Linked DNA regions of Mus musculus: region 2 is linked to region 1. The links are chromatin contacts, called in public Hi-C maps. All regions are on one chromosome and are shown on one strand. Each heading gives the region's core, a stretch centred on a gene start, on an enhancer-like site or on the middle of the called end of the contact. The rest is flanking DNA. Distances are from core to core; before and after follow the strand shown.

Region 1 (2,953 bases), core at 276-2,775:
CAACCAGGAATGTTAGCCCACCCCCTGTGATACCAGCATCTGGGAGACTTAAGGAAGAAGAATGGACTCAAGGCTAACCTCTTCTATGCAACAGGACAAAAATTATGAAAAACTAAACTCACAAAACTTAAAAATTTTCCAGACTACTTCTCCTTTGTTAAAGAAGGTGTGATCATTTGTAGAAACTGAAGGTGCTACATTTAATTAAATGCTCCCTGTAAATACTTGGGTTTGAGAAATTAGCTTATATCTAAGTATGCCTCCAGATTTAGTGTTTTTTTTTTCAAACATAATGTTTTTAATTAATATTTTGGAGTTTCACATCATGCAGTCCATCACTCTCACTGTCCAGTCCTCCCAGGTCTGCCCTCACACACTTGTGACCTCCAGACACCCCAAAAGAGAAGAAAAAAAAAAAAACAACATCCAAAAATAATCCAATTTGTGATGCCCGTATACTCACTGGAACATAGTCAAATTTCCAGTAACTAGTCCCTTTTAAAAAAAGGAAAGAAAAGAAAAAAAGAAAAGAAAAGAAAAGAAAATTGAGTCCTTCCCTACTTGCATGCCCCTCCCCTGCCAGAAGCCATCAATTTGTGGAGAGCTACTTTGTTTCAGAGAGCAATACAGTTAGGATGGTGATCCTGATACATTGTCAGCTCATATTCAAAGCTCCTTACACACATAACTTCTATCTATCATTCATGAAGATATTGATAAAGTTGTATATGATTTTCAGTTAACTGAGTTGGTGGATTTATTTCCACCAACTAACTGATTTTAAATAATATTTTTTTAGTTGTGTAACAACATGTCAGGATTCCAATAACACGCTAACAGCCTCACAACCAACTTCAGAATAGAATACAAATTGCTGACATTGTTAAACATTGAATGATATAACTACAGATTATACAGAGAGGTAAGAGTGACAGCGAAAGAAATGAGATAATGAAGCAGAGAGATAGGGGTGGGGCAGACAGAAATCAATGCAATATTCTCATGGTAGCCAAGCCTTCAACCCCCAAGGTTTGCACAGCAGGAGAAACTGGACTTTATGCCACCTTGGTCAGATTTTCCTCTTACATCTTTAAATTTTATCTCTGCAGCATGACTTAAAGCAAAATTTTAGAGTTTTTGTTCTTGTTAGTGCAGAACAGCTATTTTTGTTGTATGGTTACCCAAACAAACAGACAAACAAAATAATGTTACCTGCAAAGCATTTCACCTTTCTTTCAAGTTAGTTATTATTTGTCAAAATTGTATCAGCATAATAAAGGACTCTTTCTTTTTTGTATATGAAATGTTTCCAAAGGCACTCAAGTAAATACTGTTCTAATGAAACTCTGGCAATAATGTCAGAAAGTAGCAAAGCCTTCCAGGCAGGCTGACATTTTGTTTTCCAGGAAGCATGAACTATAAATGGTTGGAATGCATCTTGGGATGAGGAATCTGAGCAGCATGCTCATACAAAGAGGAGGTAAATTTTCCACTTCCCTAACATCCTAGGTACACAAGGGCACAAGGGAACAGCTGGCAGCCTGTCTGATTATCTTACTGCCTACAGCTACATTGAACAGATCATGTTCTGCCCCCAATTAGCAGCTCTTTCCCATTCGTGGTTAGCTGAATAATTTCACCTAGCCACAACTGTTGTTGCCAAAAATGCATGCAGGCACACCCTTGAATCCTTAAAATGGATACACTTAGAAATTTCAGCAGCTTGGTTTTCTAATGTCTCAAAAATTCCTGCTATCAGTCTTCTGGTCAATTTCAATAAAAACTATTCATGTAGCTAGCTCTTCAGGATCTCAAGGTATTATTGTGCCTGGACTAATTAGTACTTGTTTGCATTGACTAGTTGGCATTTTTAAAATAATGGCCTTGTTTCTTTTGAAATGAAGTCAAGTGTCTCCCAAAAAAATAAGTTTAGGAGAAGCCATGTAAAGAGATGAATTGGGCCCTAAAAGTTTGTACGAACTGATCCTTTCTTCTTCCTTTCCTTTTCTTCCCTTTCCTTTTTCTCCTCCCCCCCCCCCATCCACCCCCGCCCCTCTCTTTTCCATAGTAATTGTTTATCATCATGGACTGTGACTGGTTGGCATTTTTTCCACAAGGCAGGTAAAATGGTGTTTTATATTAAATATGATAAAATCAGCGGAGGGCAGGTCACCACACTCTCTGAACATGACTGGCATGTAGTGCTGTGTAAAGTCAGGTTGTCCAAGCCAAGAAGAGGTCCCCTCCTTCTTCCTCAAATGAGGCTTGAACCTGTATTTGGACCAGAAGCACAGTACCACATAAGCCCACTAAAACCTCTCTCTCTGCATGGGAAGGGGCCAGTCCAACAGAACCAAAGCTGCAGGATTTCTATGACACAGGACAAGAACAGGATATTTGAGAGGAGACCTGGTAAGGATCCAGTGTTGATGGTGTGGCAGAAGCCAGAGGCCTTAAACCAGACCGATGATTCATTGCAATGAACATTTGCAAATAATGCTATTTGAGAAAAGGGTATACTATATGACACACCATGACACACTGCAGCTTGCACAGTGAGATTGTTGTTGTTGTTGTCAGCAGTTTTACTTTTATTTTTTGTTTTCTTTTGAGAAGGAGGTTGCAAAAGCAGGGGGCAAATATGGAGGGGCAGGTAGATAAAAGAGATTGTGATGCATGATGTAATTTTTTTAAAAAATCAATAAAGAGTTTTAAAAGAAGGAAAGAAAAGAAAAGGGTTGTGACTGATATTGTAGTTAGGGTTACTCTTGCTACAATGAAACACCATGACCAAAGCAAGTTCCAGAGGTTTATTTGACTTATACTTCCACATCACTGTTTATCATCAAAGACATGAAAACAAGAACTCAAACAGGGCAGGAACCTGGAGGCAGGAGCTAATACAGAGACCATGGAGGAATGCTGCTTACTGGCTTACTCATGTGGCTTCCTC
Region 2 (2,754 bases), core at 88-2,587, 130 kb after region 1:
GTTCTAAAGCCTACCACTTCTATTAAATAGAATCATAGATTTTATAAAATATTTCCCTAAATGTATGCAAAGTTGAGCTCTGTAGTAAATAGTTAGGCTTATTATTTATTTAAACTGTTCTTACATGAAAACACATGTATTAAATATAAATAGTAAAATCAAATAAACATATGTTCTGGAATCTTTCAATCCTGCCATGCAGACAGGGGGGCATAGCCAGTGTTTCTATCTCATTGTAACATCACCTATAGATTGTTCTACTTGAAAAAAATTTCAGAATCTATCTTCAGCTTAATCTACACAAGGCATAAGACCACCCTTTGTTTAAGATGTAGATAAAACCTACCTCCTCAGAATGACCAGTGGTTGCTCATTAATATTGTCCTTAACATTTAAATGTCACAGAGCTCAGATTCAGGAGGTGACCACTGAGGAACTGAGTCTAATATCTCACTGAAGAGAAAAATCAAGAGACCAACCAGACAGTGCCCAGGTCAGTCTGAGATTTTTCTGAAACAGAACTTGAAAAAGCATCTGTATTTTGACACATCTGTTTTCTCTAGAACATTTTGACTCATAAATCAAAAACAAATGGCTTCTGGATCAATATTCCCCATAGCACAGAGGGGGGAAACTCAAAATGGGAGGAAAGGAAAAGGAGGCTGGAGACCGTGGTCAGGGCAGTGTAACCCTCTCAGCTCTTACCGGTGGCCCCGGGGGACCTCTGGGCCCCATTGCACCATCTTTTCCAGTGAAACCCTGTTGTAAGAATGAAAGTACAGGTTAGGAAGGAAACAAGCATGTGGAATGAGGCTAAATAGATCACTAAGGGTGATAGGGTCATAAGAAGGGCTGAGTACATGGTGGTGTTTGGTAGCTAAGCTTTCAGTATGAAGACCAGCATTCCAAAATAACAACAATAACAACGACAAAAAAAAAAAAACCCTCATTTCAATTTACATTATACTTTTACTGAGTAATTAGTTCCTATGCTCATTCATTTGTATACTACAAGCAAAATTAGTTCAAATGCCAAACTAATATTTTTCAAAGAAGGCAGATTCTAAAATTTTAAGATTTTAAAAGAAAGATTTTAAGAAATTCTAAGATTTTAAAAGTACAAAAAGAGATGAAGGGAGACTGCCTCTGCTGATTGAAGCCACCCTCAGAAACTCAAACTGCCTTAGCTGCCCTACACTCAAAAAGGAAAGGAAGTCTTCTATTCTCTCAGCCAGAGTTAAATGTTCTCCCTTCATGACAGGGCCGAGCTATGTCAGTGTGAGCAGCAAGGAAAGGGCAGGCGCATCTCCCTGCAGGGCTGCCCTTTGGCTCCTGTGTCCACACTGGTTTGCTCTTTCCCTCTGTACAGTGCCAAATGACCTCTGTCTGGAGTGAGTCACCCTGCTACCTAGTTAGTGTTCATTCGCAACACCAGATCTCTGAAACCCAGCCGAGGACTTCTGAGTCAGTTTGCTGTTTATGCTTGCTGCATTCCTCAGTCAGAAGTGATTTTTGTCCCATTTTCCACAGAGAATAAAAATGATCAGTACCAGGCAATGGTGACTCCGCGCCTGCAATTCTAGCATTTGGGAGGCTGAGACAGGAGGATTGCTGTGAGTTCTGGGCCAGCTTGGTTTTGAAAAAATCAAACCATGGAAGAATTATGTTGTCCATAATTATTCAGCCTCTGTATTTCTGCTTACTTCACAATAGCAGAAACTTAGTTTTCTTTTAAGGGAGTTTTAGAAATACTCCCATATCCCCCAAAACAAATCTTTTCAGAAACTTAAAGGGATAAACTTTCAGTTTGCTTTCTGAAGAAGTTATGTCCGCTTAACAAATACCAGGCTTGGAGTCCATCTGATACAAAACCAACATTACTTCTGAGAGCCACTTAAGAAACCAAAGTGTTCCAGTAGCTCTGATAGGCCTGGTCTTCCATCCAAACAGATCCAAGTGCTACCACAGCACTCTCTCTCGCTCGCTCTCTCTCTCTCTCTCTCCCCTTGTAGGGAGGATCAGACTTTTAATGATCTAGTCATGCTTAGAACTTCCTGGCCACCTGTTTCTTTGAAGGAACATACCTAAATTGGGATGAGGGGGATTTAATTTGATGTCCTTAAATGGGCTATCTCAAGCCACCTGCAGTCACCATGCTTTACCTCTTAGCTTCACTTCTGACTGCAAGCCTGCAACAGTCGTTACTATAACCACCCGAATCAATCACGGTGTCAGAAGAGACTAGGGACCACTTCATATAAATTAGATACAAGTACATGGGGTTCTTCTGTGGTCCCCACTATACCTGCAGAACCTGACTCACCAGGGTCCTCTTCCTCACCTTCCTCCTGCTTCCCTCTCTTACTTCCTGCCACTTTCTTATTTATTTCTTATTTTTGTTAGCCAAAATCCCCATACCGACAGCTTCTCTCACTGTGTGAAACAGTGTATGTCCTCCCTGCTCACTGTGCCTGCTTTTAGCCTCAGAGGCAGCTCACTAAGCCATCGGCACATGAGTAGGGCCATGGAAGAAACGTGGGAATTGGTTCTTAAATCGTTGCCTCATTTTCATCCCAAGAGATAAGAGTGGTCTGTCCACAATGTTGGACATGGGTTGGAGTTTCATGGGTTGGAGGGGGAAATGTGCAGATCTTCCTAACCCCTCACCCTTCTCGGTGCAATGGTGACAGTATTGGCTTCCTGATTGCCAACCTCAAGACCGCACCATCACCATCTGAAACACACACTGGGCCC

What was found. Hi-C and Micro-C count contacts between places; a contact is called where the count stands out from the background.
Region 2: a contact with region 1 is called in a Hi-C map of embryonic fibroblasts, with 7 times the contacts expected there. The contact joins two enhancer-like sites. A contact is called at or near these places in 2 of 484 Hi-C or Micro-C datasets (embryonic fibroblasts and nephron progenitors) and 1 of 9 other capture datasets (adipose tissue).

The regions. Positions count from the first base shown.
Region 1 is chr9:79,477,761-79,480,713 of GRCm38.p6, forward strand. The region is part of intron 1 of Gm10635 (predicted gene 10635); the gene reads right to left. Among named protein-coding and RNA genes, the nearest start is that of Gm10635, 40 kb to the right of the region's middle. Within about 2 kb of position 1,526, at least 13 of the 459 cell types and tissues checked have an H3K27ac peak or open chromatin away from gene starts, as enhancers often do. A contact at or near this core is called in embryonic fibroblasts, where this site is marked.
Region 2 is chr9:79,609,109-79,611,862 of GRCm38.p6, forward strand. It overlaps Col12a1 (collagen, type XII, alpha 1), which reads right to left. Exons shown (of 66, transcript NM_001290308.1): 59 at 706-759. Among named protein-coding and RNA genes, the nearest start is that of Gm10635, 91 kb to the left of the region's middle. Within about 2 kb of position 1,338, at least 64 of the 459 cell types and tissues checked have an H3K27ac peak or open chromatin away from gene starts, as enhancers often do. A contact at or near this core is called in embryonic fibroblasts, where this site is marked.